3 separate regions of the Anas platyrhynchos genome follow, and all the other regions are linked to region 1. A link is a contact called in public Hi-C data. All regions are on one chromosome and are shown on one strand. The core of a region is the stretch at or near the end of the contact, and the rest is flanking DNA. Distances in the headings are between cores, read along the strand shown.

Region 1 (4,497 bases), core at 1,080-3,579:
CACTGGCAGGCATTGATTTCAAGCAGAAAATAACCCAGCAGGAAACTCAAAGAGGAAAGATGTGCTGTAATTATATCTCTTCGGGGCTTGCAAGACAGAGGAAGACAAGACATAAACGAGCACATGCACCAAAGCTATAATGTGAAGCAATGCTGTAATTAATACAATCAAAGCTTTCAGAGTGCTTTTCTTACAATCAGAGTTTCGATGCCTCAGCACACAGTTATCCCTTTGCTTACACACGAGCTCAGCAGCGTCGTTGTTAATTGGCACGGACTGTCTCATCTCTCCGCAATCCAGTTAAACAGACACAAGCAATTAAGTACCTGTGACGATTCCTGGCTCACAAAAAGGGCCTGGGATGCAGCTTAGGCTTTCATTCCATTTCTAGAAATAAACGCTTTAACAGAAGAAAACAGCACAATGAACGTAGGTAATGGCTCTGAGGTCTGAAACTGCTTCACACCGTCACAAGAACAGACATTCCTTTTATGCAGCTTCTCTCAAATCACCTTTTCTCAGTCAGTTGAGGATCTGCACACACACTCCCTCTCTTTAGCTAATTGAAAATTAACCTGTGGTGTCTTTGCTTCGAAGCACATGATTTACATAGCACGGATGAGTTGTACGGTGATAATTACTTTCAGCTTATTGAAGTGAAACTCTCAATGGAGAAATGGAGGTTGGAGGAGGGACTGAATTCACAACTATTTTTTTTCATCCAGTTTCAGTGAAATACGTTTCAGGACATATGCCAGAGACCCCAGATATCTTAGCATAGGTCCCACAGTGAGCCTGCAATGGAGCCCAGCTTTCCCATGGCCCAGGCAGCATCCTACCTGTTGGACTCCACTTTCTCTCTACAGCACTCCTGAGATGCTGATGTCCTCTGGCCGCAGAGGAGACAACAGCTTAGAAGTCTCCTGATATTAGCTTGCTCTCTGTCCCTCCACTGAAAGAAAAGCCTCACTACCACAAAGACCCATCCCAGCCCTCCAGCACCCCAAAGCCACCCCATCACACAGAGCAGTGATGTGGACAGCCTGTCAGGAATCAAACAGCACGGCTGCTTGTTTAGTGAGGTGCTAACCCTTGCAGCCAAGGCCAGGCACGATGAGGCTGCAACCACAGGCCACGTCAAATATGCTGCAAGCCAGCACCAGCAGTCGCTGAACAATAACCGTTTTCACTTTTAGCCACCCAGGCTGCCCTTCAACTTGTGCTGCACAAGACAATAGCCTGACCCCGACTCAGCCAGGCCCTCCCTGAAGAATCAAAACTAATGCTTTCACCCAAAGGAAGACTACTTTTTTTTTCCTCCCCCCTAGGAGGGGTTTTGACTGTATTATTGACAAATGAAAGAAAAAAAAAAAATCTCTACCTAGTCCTTGCATCCGAAAATTTGTCAGGCAAGCCTCAGATTTATTTTTCTAAACCTGATTTTGCAGGAACATTATGTAAGCAGCAGTTTTCTATCTCCCGCTACTATAAAGTAATGCCTATTTTGACTTTGCCACATACACCCAGGTACAAACGCAACATTTGTTTAGGGAAGGGGAAAACACTTTTTTAGGTTTCTCCTCTGAGCAGATTTATCCATTTTTATTTGCAAGAAAGGAAGAAAGAAAACCCTTTATTGGTGCAAACCCCAAGCCTGGGCACAGCTTTGCAGCCAGGTTCCTGTAAGCCCGGTGTGCGGGTGGGGTGGCTCCTGGAGAGGCTCCTTTCCCCCGGTGCCACCCGGTGACTTCTTGCACTTTCCCTACCTCGGCACGAAACGCGAAGCGAAGCTTTCATCGCACAGCTCGGGTTTGCGTTGTTACCAGCAGGGCTATTTATATTCCCTGGAACAATAGCTGACCTTGGCCCAGCTCGAGCCCTTGGATACCCCGGGCTCGCATTGTCCCGCGGCATTCCCACCCAGCCGCCCTCGGCTGCCTTCCCTCCCCAAAGCTGCTAAACCCTTGGGTGCAGGGTGGGGACGTGGCAGGCACCATAAACAAGGCGAGGCGAGGCTCCACACTTCCACACTCAAGGCTGGAAGCCCAAAGGCGAGGAGAGAGGTGCTGCTTTCCCCATCCTCCTGCAAGCACGGAGAAAAGGTCACCACTTCCCCTGTGACCTCTGCCACGAAAAAGTTTGCTTCGCTAGCAGCAATTACTTCTCGGAAACACAAAGCGAACCGCTCTCCCTAGCGGCTGGCTTCCTTTCCTTCTGGAAAGAAAGGAAGGGGCCCGGCGGAGACCCCCGGTGTTGTACCCGGGTGTGCTGCGGGTCCGCCCGCCGGGTCCCCCCGCCTGCAGCCCGGCGGCGAGGGCGCTGCTCGGGGCTGTGGCTGCGGAGGGGCCGCCAGAGGGACCTCGCGGCCAGGGCTGGGACGACCGAAACCAGCAACGCCCCAGCACCCCCGCAAAGCCCCGGGACCCCCGGCACAAGGGGCAGGGCCGGGGGGGCGAAGCAGGGTCCCCTCCGTCGCCAACCCAACGCGGAGGCGCAGCGGAGGGGATGCGCTCCTGCGCCTCCACCCCCGGGCATCGCGCTCCTCTTCTGCCCTCTGCACAGCTCGCTTTGAATTCACAGCTTACAGCCAGGCAGGGGGCACCTCCCGTCCCCCACAGCAACATTTTGGAGTAGGGATAGTTCCTTCTGAATTTGAGGATCTCCCCCGAGAATGAAATCAAATCAATACAGGTGTATAGAAGCGTTCGAGAAAATGGGGTCCCTGTCTCCGGGTTGAACCATTTTGTTCTGGAAACTCCCCAACACACACCTGGGAGGACAGGAAGGTACCTGCCCGTGCCATCAGCCCCTCTCTGAGCAGATCTGGGGCTGCACAGCCCAACTGGACTTTATCAGAGCAGCTATTTGAGGCTGAATAATTTCCTCCTCGCTCTTCTAACAGCATCTTCAGCTGGCATAGGGCCCAGGGGCAGGAGGAACCTGCCAAGGAAGTAGTTCTGAGTTGCAGCAGCTCTGCTGGGAGATTTTAATTTCTCTCTAGCATGACTCTGAGCATAAATAAGGTCCAACAACAATTAGATTAGAGGTTAGATTGCCTCCCAAAGCCCCAAGAGAGCAGCAAGAACAACAGGGAGAGGATACGGAGCTGCCTGGTAGGCAGCTCGTGCCAGCACACACCTGCAGCAGACCCCAGCCAACACCACAAACAAAACCCATCGGGTCACGTAACAGCAGGACACAGCCCAGCAGTGCCCAGAGCAGACACTACTTTGGGTCCATGGAAAGGGCAGAGGCAGCTCTGTCCGCGCTTTGCAACACTTTTTTTTTTGCCTACCTCTGGGAAAGTCTCAGATTCATGCTGTTAGCCCAGGGCAGGAGCACTGGTCTCCAGCACGCCCTAAGGCACCTCAGCTGGAACCAACTGGTTAGCCAGCACTCAGGTCTTGTGCAGAGCATTAATTTAGAGTTTAATGGCAAAAACGTGGGCATAAGGGTTTTATTATTACTTTTATTTTTTTGTTTGTTTGTTTTATGACTTACTCTTTCAGATCAAAGATGCTAAAACCTTGGGAATGAAACCACCATGAGGAGCAAGAACTTTCCCTATGAGTATGCAATGGAAGCGGAGAGGCTCCATTCTTGGGGTGGTTTTGGTGTTGTTGTTTGAACCACAACGCCATGGTGATAGCCGTGAGAAAACCTCCTACAGTTTGGACACAGATCCTACTGACTTCAGCAATTTCAAGGATACCCAGTGCATTTTTGAGGCTTGGAATGAGTGTGGCTGTGTTGAAAGTTTGTTCCTTTGTTGAAGCAGGTTCATCCCGCGTGCCCGCTGGACTGCAGCCACCCCCTGCTCCCACGGCCATGCCCCACGGCCTCTCCTGCTACGCCTGCTGAGAGGTGGGGTGGACGCTTTCTGTACATCACTCCCAATTTACCCCTGCATTTCCAGCCTCTTCTTTCCATTCACATTTTAACTTTTCATTTTTATCCCCTTCTGCTGAGTCTGAACTTCGTTTTCAGAGACGCCTCCCACCAGTCCTTTCCTCTGCCCCTGTGCTGCTGCAGACCAGTGCTGCTCGCCCCAGAAGCCCTTCCCAAAAGCTGCATTTTCCTTTTTATCCATGCACTGCATAAGCAGGGACCATCTTGTTCTGAAAGATCAGATAGAAAATCCAACCCAATTCAGTTTTCAAGTCACATCTCCATATATTTTTATATATACGGAGATATGACAATATATTATTGTGACTTATATATATTTCTCTCCATTTATTTTCGTTTGAAAGATGTTCCTGTGAGCAAAACCAAACATCTAAGGACACCACAAATACTTCATCCCAACATTATAATCCTGATAACACACTGAGCTACCCCATTTTTGCTTCACATATCCTCTCATACATTTCTGCACACATTATGATGCCTGCTGCTCTGGTAAGCCTTGGTTTAGGTGGTGTTCTTGTATGCTTGGGAAAACTATTCCCCCTTTTTTAAAATAGATTCCATCAGTTGCTTTTTTGCACACAGCTG
Region 2 (4,497 bases), core at 1,273-3,772, 100 kb before region 1:
TAAGCAATATGTTAGAGGGGTGGTCAGGAAAAGATTAAATAAGGGTGACTACTCTCCAAGTGATCTTCCTAATTGTGCAAACCCAGCAGGCCAATCAAACTAGAAGTTAAACAAACTGAAGAAGAATGGAACAAAGCCTTTTACTAGCCAGTAGCAATTTATTGACTGCCCAAGTGTTCAGACAATTGCTTCTTGTCTTGCAAAGACAAAACCTTTCAGCTGATGCTACCAGAAAGGGGGCAAAAGCAGAAAGCATTAACATGCCTTTAATTAGGAGAACTGCAAAGCCTTAAGCCATGAACTGCTCCTGTCCAGAGATGCAAATCTTAAAACAAAGGAGCTGCCCGAGGGTATCTGGCATCTTGGCACTGCTCTCAGCAGCATGGGACGGGCTTTGCAGGGCACAGGCTGGGGGTGATGCTTCATACACAGCTTTGCCCTCAGGGCTGGACTAATGCTGCCCACAACTTTACAGCGAACTGCTGCTGTCCCTTGTCCCCAGAAAATACAACTTAAAAGTAAACAAAAAACAAGAGCAGTGGCATGAATAACAGTTTAGGAGACTGCCTGCATTCCAATCAGCCCTCACAACACATTAAATTGTCAGAGATAGGCTTTATTTCTAATTATCTGTAAGAGAAATGCCTTTCCAGCAGGCCAGAAGAAGCTGGCCTAATTAAAAGATGGAAGAGATTAAGGATCGTTCAGCAAGGACAACCCGTGAGACATCCCTCTGCCACAACCCTCAGGCTGGTGGCATCTCTCCCTGCACCACAGGCTGGGACAGGGCTCCAGAGCTGCGTGGGGCAGGACCAGGCCACAAAGCAGCTCCATGGCCTCTCAGGCCATGCAGGCACCTGGCGAGCAGGACTCTCCTTCATTCATTTGGCCTGCATTTGCCTCCCTGCTCACCAACAGGGAAACAACAACCCTGACTTTGTAGCCAAGGCTGCAGGTTCTGCAAGATGTCTCTCAGATGGGGCCCTAAAGAACTTAATTTTTAGCTAAAGGGGAAAGAGGGGAAGCAGGTATGACACCCCTAGCTTCCTGTGAGGAAAGGGAGGCACAGGGAAATTCAGGGATTTGCCTTAATGAGCTGGAAGTCAGGGTGCAAACCAGGTTTCTGGATAATTGAATCCTATTTGGAGCAATATTTACACATTAATTCTGCCCTCTCTCACTCCCTGATCTGCACATTTGTAGGGCACGTGCCATGTACAAGGGACAAGCTCTGCCAATGCCCAGTGAAAGCAGCACAAGGAAGGACACCAAGAAAAAAGACTCACTGCCTCAGTAGCAATATATCATTTGGGGATGTGATTCTCTAAATCTCTGGGAGGTTTTAATGGCTTCATATGACACTGAGATAAGTCTTCACTACAGTTTAATTTAAATAAATCCATACAGAAAGGGAGATAATAGCCAAGGGGGCAAAATAACTAAACTGCTTGTAGAGTTTGTAATGGCTTTAACAGCAAGGAAAAGTGTATCCACTTAAGGTCATTTGAGAGAGATATTTAACACAAATTTGCAGCATGACAAAGAGGATTTGGAAGGGCTTTAAAGGTTATTGAATAGCTAACGAGCTTGTTAATTTTTAGCTAATATTTACTATAATGCAGACTAATATGCAATTCCCATACTAATGATTAATTATACTGCTGCAAGGATTTAATTAAAGCTTACACAGCAGGAGGGACTGGGGGCCTGGTGCTGAGCTGAATTTCCCTGCTGCAGCCACTGGTTCTGAGAGTGGGCAATTACTCCCCACGTACTGAGGAGGCAGGAGACTGATGGTCAAGATCTTCCAGAGGATGAAGGTCATTCAAAGAGGTGGCACATGGACTTCGTAGCAAATTGCATCTGAAAACAAATAAACTGATCCCCAAAAGAAACCCATACCTGTAGCCCTGTGTCTAAGAGCATTCTGTTCTCCCACAGACTCACAGAATGGGCAGGGTTGGAAGGGACCCCAGAAGATCATCCAGTCCAACCCCTCATATTGCTCTGTCACCCTCCCAGTTAAAAAGAGCCTCCTCATATTGAGCCTGAACCTCCTGTGCTTCAGTTTGTGCCCATTGCCTCTCATCCTGTCACTGCCCTCCTCTGAACTCACTCCAGTACCTCCATGTCCCTCTGGTACTGGGGAGCCCAGGATTTTCTGATTGTTTTTGGTTTTTGTTTTTTTTTATTAACACATAAGAAAAGACTTGTGGGGTTCATGTTCTGCAGCTCTTCCTAAGGGGAAAATGAGGAGGAGGGAAAAGTACAACCTGAGGTATGAGAGGAAATGAGAGGAAGGAATGTTACAGTGGGTGTCAGGAGGTGCCAGTTAAAATAACAGCCACAACCTGCAATAACCCCAAAATCCCTTATACCCCCAGGTAGCCTGGTGGTCTGAGAGGAGAGGAACTATTTACCATAATTTCAGGAGCTTTTTTCTGCCTTTAATGTGAAAAGACTCACAGTGGCGCAGCTGATGCACGACTCGTGCCCTGGCTGCTGCTTGCACTCGGGGCCAGCAGGCTGTGCTCACGAACAAGCAATCTGCAGCTCTGCCTCTGAGGCTCCAACGTAAAGCCAGATCGACAGCAGAAAAATCCTCTTTCTGCAGGTTTTTTCTTTTTCTTTTTTTTTTTTTTTTTTTCCAACTCGTTACAGCAACCTGCCTACATGCTTTAACAACACACAAAGCCACATGAATGTAGCTCTTATTAAACTGTGTCATTAAATGAAGGAAATGTGGAAACGCCGCTTTCTTGTTAGATAACATTTCTTCATCTGATTTCAGTGCACGCTCAGAGAGGTTTTTTTTCTTTGTACAGTCTTAATTTTTCTGGTAAATATCTACCCTGCTCCCAGGGGACTACATCTTTCAGTGTCTCACACTTATTCACACCTGCCCAAAGATAAAAAAATCTCTGTAAGCAAAATTCACCCTTTGGCTTGATTTTGTGTTACAGACCTACTGTGTCCAAATCACCACCTGCTGCTTCCCCAAAGTGGAGATTCAGCTACTTACACTTATTTTAAAACAGTATGATTAGATTCTTCTCCAACCCATACCTACACAAGTCAAAATTAAATTGTCTGGAACTTGAAAACAAAGTCGTGTTTCTGCTATCATCTCATATAATAAGTAGGGTTTTCTTGACCCATCCTTCAAATTTTAATGGTATTAACAAAATGGGGAACATATGTACATCTGAGGTACATAATGAAGACATATTAGACAAGTAGATTTAAATTAAACATTAGGAAGAAATTATTTATTATAAGGGTGGTGAGGCACTGAACAGGCTGCCCAGAGGAGTTGTGGGCACCCCATCCCTGGCAGTGCCCAAAGGCTTTGGGATGGGGCTTTGAGCAGCTTGGCTGGTGGAAGGGATCCCTGCCCAGGGATTGGAATTAGATGACCCTCAAGGTCCTTTGCAACTCAAACTATGCTATGATAATATGATTCTAAGTACAAAAATACTTGTGAGCAACACAAGTGACAGCAGTGGGCCAGCCCCTGACCCCCTGTAATAGTCTTCCTTGGATGCTTTCCAAATTCTAATAGGAAATCCCTCCAGCATGTATCCTTCCTGGGGCTAGAATTCAGCCTTTAGCCACTACTCGTTCTAGGCACTTAGTCTGTACTTGGTTAGAGACACTACTTCAGCAACAAACTAAACTTCCAGAAATACAGTTTATTTCTTGCTTTTCTTCTTGCAATGATGAGTCAGAAATCTTTGCATTGTGACAGCTTAAACAAGTGAATTTTATGCTCCCAGGTGCAAATAAGAGTCAGACAAAAGCTCAGGGGTGAAATCTACCCCTCCTGCACCAAAATCAGTTTAACCTCGTTCGTGACTTTTGGGTCTCCAAGATGCACTGTCAGTAAATATGGACTCCTCTGAGATCTGGATGAAAGGCAGGAGTGACACAGAATTATTGGGATGACATCCACCAGACTTTCTTTGACTTGAATAAGAATTTTACTGCAGAAAAGTTGAGTTGTGTTAGGTAAGGGATTAAAATAAATAAATAAATAAATAAATAAAAGTTAAAAATAAATAAATTTAAAATCCCACCATAACTGTACCAGTGAATATCAAAGAAACCAAAACAAGCCTATCAGCAGCTCTGAGTGTCCATCCCACTACTTCACGTGCTCCCGCAGCCTTGTTGTTCTCCAGCAGCAGTAGTGCAGGGACCTGGAGCCACCCCAGCGCCACGGGTGCACCCGTGTATTGGGCACATACACAGGATAAACCACAGCTTTCATCTTCTTTGGGCAGAGGACTGTGGTTCAGAAATATATTGTTATCATCTAAGTCAACCCTTGAAGTCAACCTGTTCCAGCAACTCGCTTTGAAAATACCACCCACGTTCTATAAAAAATCAGATTTGAGATGCAGCCCACAGAGATTAATGAGGGTTTGAATTTATTCCTCAAGAGCTTCTGATAGTTTTATTTCTCCGCTGTGCCACTATAATCTTCCTATACATGAA
Region 3 (4,497 bases), core at 653-3,152, 64 kb after region 1:
CAAGCCCAACCACTGCTTGAACTCTTTCACACACCTGCAAGCAATGCAAAATTAACTGCCAACTGCTGCCACCTTTCTGGCTGATTTTATGCAAACTAATAACACCAATAATAATAATAATAACAATGAACTTTGGCTACAGCTAGCAACAAGCAAAACGTGAAGGAATTGGCAGCTGTTGTGCAGTGCTTTGATCTTTGCAGCATTGCTCAGACACAAGGCTGCAGTTCCCACCAAAGGCAGTGCTGTGAATGCACACAAGGCAAGCGAGGCATCAGCTGCTCTTGCACCACTGTCGCCAAACCTGAGTTAGTCATTCTGTACCTCTCTGATCTTTATCTGAGGGAGTAATGCACAATGTCAGCAAATAATTCAGTCTTTGCCATGTTTAATTCACTCCATTAGCTCTGCTGAAACTTTCTAACTCAGTTAGCAAAGCCCAAAGAAAGGCAAAGCATCTCACAGAGGGGCACGGGGAGCCTGCCTTGCAGACCACCACAGTCTCCCTGGCTGCCACGTGCTGCAGGCACCACGGCAGCAGTTTATTAAAAGACCCTGGGGGAACAAATTCCCACCTGGGAATCCAGATTTCCAAAAAGCTCTTTGTGCAAACTGCATGAAACCAAAGCAGATGCACATTTTGTAAGGTTTACATGCACAGTGTACTGGTGGCACCCCTACCCGAGGGTGGGTGCAGGAGCCAGCTGCTGTGGCTGCTGCCAGGGAAATGCCAGTGATGGAGCAGGTCAATGGCCAGGAGGGCTCGGGGTTGTGTTTGGAGAAGTTGGTGGGTTCCCTGCCACGTCTCACCACGGTACGCTTCCTCTGCTGCACTAAACTGAGCATGCAACGTGAAACCAAGCGGGCTGAAAAGGGGGTTGGCCCTCAGGATATTTATTAGCAAGAGAATATGCAGGAAAACTCGTTTTTAGCTGCTGGGGAAATGCACAGCATTACTTCAGTCATTCTTTTCTCCTCTTTGATCTTAATTGTTAAGCTGCTAATAAAATTAGCAATTAGCAATCTGAATTTAAGGTAATGCAAGTTTATTTGACATGGTTTAGGTATGATCATATCTCAGCAATCGGGCTGAGAGCCAGCCCTGACCCACAGCCATGTGGGCACCTGGGCACGGGGTTATTTCTACACAGAGAAACCAAACAGCATGCACCGGGCAGCCAGAGAGAGAAGCAGATAACAACTTCCAGCTCCTGGCTATAAACCAGGCATCCAGCTCCCTCCTTTCCCAGAAACAGCTCTGGAGATGGCCTTGTTCACGCTCCACTGCTCTCTTGTCCTTCCATTTCCCGTAAATTTGCTCAGCCCCAATGTCACAGGGTCCTGCACTTTGTCCGTTCAGGAACAGTGAAGATTGTAAACATCTCCCACGCCATTAGCACGGCAGGTTTGTCATCCTGGACAAAGCGATATCTGGGATGCATTAACGAAGGAATGGGGATCAGGGGTCCCATCTCATGGGCTGCCTAACCCAAGTTTGGGCACACAGAGTTTTTCCTGCATGAAGCACGGAGCTGTACCCACCTGCCTGAATTTCTTTCCAAGCCATGGTGGGACAGCAAAGGCATATATATATATATTTTATATATTTTTTTTTACATTCGAGTTCTTTTCCCCCTTTCCACCCATGGCATCTTGCTAAACGTCAGAATTGGGCAACAGGCAGGAATGGAGAGAACCGCTTACAAACTGTCCTTAATGTTTGGTTTTAAAATTCTTCTTTTTTGCTGTAAACAAAAGCAAACAAGAACACGCAGCTGGTGTTGCTAAACGGGCTGGAGCCTGCACACACCGAGCAGCCAGGCTGGGGGTGCAGCCCATGGGCTGTTGGCAGCTCTTGCTCCTGGCCCGAATCTGCAGGCAAAAGCACTGCTGTCATGTAAATTTTCTGATTGGCTGGAAAAGTTGGGATACAGCCTCTGTTGGGATGTATAAATAGACAGCAAAGTGGTTTGGACCTTTTGCTTTGAAAGCAGAGCTCCTGAGGTGCATCAAGATGCATGGAGTCACCGCACTCATCCTTCTGATTGCCATCTCCAGTGGTAAGTTAGCTCAATTTTTGTAAACATTGCTCATTGCAACCTGCCTTTTTTTCCTTTCTCTGATTTTTGTCTTCTCTTTCTCTTTGTTTGTTTGTTTTGTGCTTTTTTTTTTTTTTTTCTTTATGTGGTATAGAAGCTGATTTATTCTGTGCCATTTTTCGCTTTTGAAAATCACTCCCCTCCCATTGCATAGAAACCTACATCAAAAAACCCTTTTTAGTTATGGTGGAGAATTGCAGTGAAATTTTGTAGGAGTACCAGCACTGCTTGAATAGCACAGAGTCAGCTGAGGTGCACCAATCCCTAACAGCACGCATTTTTTCTTAAAAGCCTTTTACTTAAAGATCAGCCTGCTGAGCACAGAGTGTTCCCAGACGTGTTTGTGCGTTAAATGTCATCACCTTTGCTTCCATAAAGAATACATGATTCATTACAATAAACGAAGAATACCTAGAACAAAGGGCTGCTTAGCTTGAGGAAGGCATTAGAGGTTTCCTGCACCTTTTAGCACCAGTCCTTTGGCGTATAATTTCCCCATTTGTGTATGCTCCCCGATGCCAGCAGGGCTGGTGCCTGCAAGGTGTTGATGCACACAAACAAACCCCAGCCCGCTGCTTTTTGCTATGCTAGCCCTGTTCTCCAGACCCAAAGACATCGCTTGGGCATCCTGGGGGCTTTGGTGGTGGAGGCTGGGACCCTTTGGGGCTTCCAGAAGGTAAAGGAGGGTGCCCCTGTTCCCCCTTTTCCCCTACAAAGCTCTTCCTCTCAGGCGTGGCTGGGGCTGTGTTATCAGCAGGGGTTTGGCTGTGGGTGACGACAGTGAAAGCTGGATCCTTTGTCCATCACTTGGGTGGTTGGACTTGGTATTGAAGGTTTTTTCCAGCTTAGATGATTCTGTGACTCTATAACTGTTTGTTCTGCGTCTTTGCTTTGCAGTCACTGCTGCAAGTACCCTCAGGTGTCATCGCACAAAGCATAAAACAAAACGAAAGATGTCTCACAGCATCCCTAAAATTAACTTCCATTAAAAGATAACAAATTATCTGGTTCCATGAACCTGATCCATGCTTACAACAAAGTCCAAAGGGATTTTACTCTTAATTTCAACAGACTTTCAACCGGGCCTTTAGATTTTTCTCTTGTGTGGCACTTAGCAATAGAAACTGTTAAACAACATGGGCGGGGAAACCTCCTTGCCAGCTGCTGCCTTTCACCTTCTCTTCTTTTCTAGTTGCTGCAGGCCAATGGGGGAACATCTGCGCAGGTCAATCCTCCAACAAAATCCGAGGTTGTGACCAACACGGCTGTGGCCGCTACAACGCCCCCAGGTCTGGGCTGCAAGGACAGGACAGCACTTGAAGCCTTCTTAATAAAAATAAGCACAAAATAGTGGGGGGGGAGCGGGATGGGGTGGAGGAGCTGTGAGATTGGAGCTTTGGGGTCGTTTCCCTGGAGCTCAGGGCAGAGCAGGGTGATGGGGGGCAGCAGGAGAACCAACCCACTGCTTGTTTATGGGGTCTGCTCTTCTGCAGGGGAAGGAGGACGCACAAAGGGGTGGACGTGGTGTGCACGGATGGCTCGGCGGTGTACGCGCCCTTCTCAGGGAAGATCGACAAACAGGCCAAGCCCTACGGGAACGGCAACGCCATCGACAACGGCATCCAGATGTCAGGAGAAGGTAGCCAAGCTGAAGGATGCGCGCTTGCAACCCCTGATTGCAAAATGCTCCTGGCTGTTTATTTTATTTTAAGCTGAGTCCAAATTTGTGACCCCCGCCTGAGCTGCAGAGTGTTTGCCTGTTGATGAATCCAAACAAAAAATGCATCTTTGAAAGCCAGGCTCTGTTTTTGCAGGAAAATTGATTGATGCCAGGTTGTGGCATTTCCCACCTGTGAAAAAGGTTAAAGGATGGAGCCCTTTGCACATTGGGGATGATTAAAGGAAGAGCCATGTATTGCTGATGCAGTTCTACCCAACTTAATCCCCTCCCCAGTCTCCTCCATATTTAATTATCTCTTTTCTTATTCTCTCTCTCTGATGCTCTAGGAACATCACAGCATTTTCTGCAATGTTTCCTGCTGCTGTAACTCAAATCATTTTTTTGTCATTTGTATTTTGCTACCGAGTGTTATGACTTTGCCAGGCTTTGATACACAGGAACAACAGTTTCTCCCCTTCTCTCCTCCCTCTTACCAGGATTCTGCATTAAGATGTTTTACATCAAACCCATCAAGTACAGCGGCGCCGTCAAGAAGGGGGAGAAAATCGGCGTCCTGCTGCCCATGCAGAGCGTCTACCGAGGGATCACATCCCACGTCCACATCCAGAACTGCGACTTAACAAATCCCACTTCCAACCTGTAAGGGGAGGCTGCACATCCACGCAAAGCCTTCAGCTCCTCCCTTGGCTGCTCATTAAATTGCTTGGGCATCGGTGG

The links. A called contact is a pair of places that touch in the nucleus more often than the background predicts.
Region 2: a Hi-C map of F1 follicle shows a contact between it and region 1, with 2.5 times the contacts expected there. The contact joins two enhancer-like sites. A contact is called at or near these places in 3 of 8 Hi-C or Micro-C datasets (F1 follicle, liver and skeletal muscle).
Region 3: a contact with region 1 is called in a Hi-C map of subcutaneous adipose tissue, with 2.1 times the contacts expected there. The contact joins the promoter of LECT2 here to the enhancer-like site in region 1. A contact is called at or near these places in 3 of 8 Hi-C or Micro-C datasets (liver, skeletal muscle and subcutaneous adipose tissue).

What each region holds. Positions count from the first base shown.
Region 1 is chr14:3,701,048-3,705,544 of IASCAAS_PekinDuck_T2T, reverse strand. No RefSeq gene overlaps it. Among named protein-coding and RNA genes, the nearest start is that of SMAD5, 21 kb to the left of the region's middle. Within about 2 kb of position 2,329, at least 5 of the 8 cell types and tissues checked have an H3K27ac peak or open chromatin away from gene starts, as enhancers often do. A contact at or near this core is called in F1 follicle and subcutaneous adipose tissue, where this site is marked.
Region 2 is chr14:3,803,111-3,807,607 of IASCAAS_PekinDuck_T2T, reverse strand. No RefSeq gene overlaps it. Among named protein-coding and RNA genes, the nearest start is that of SMIM32, 40 kb to the right of the region's middle. Within about 2 kb of position 2,522, at least 1 of the 8 cell types and tissues checked has an H3K27ac peak or open chromatin away from gene starts, as enhancers often do. A contact at or near this core is called in F1 follicle, where this site is marked.
Region 3 is chr14:3,636,433-3,640,929 of IASCAAS_PekinDuck_T2T, reverse strand. LECT2 (leukocyte cell derived chemotaxin 2) reads left to right here and starts at 1,902. Exons shown (of 4, transcript XM_027468633.3): 1 at 1,902-2,060; 2 at 3,292-3,388; 3 at 3,593-3,738; 4 at 4,257-4,497. The coding sequence starts at 2,015. The coding sequence ends at 4,423.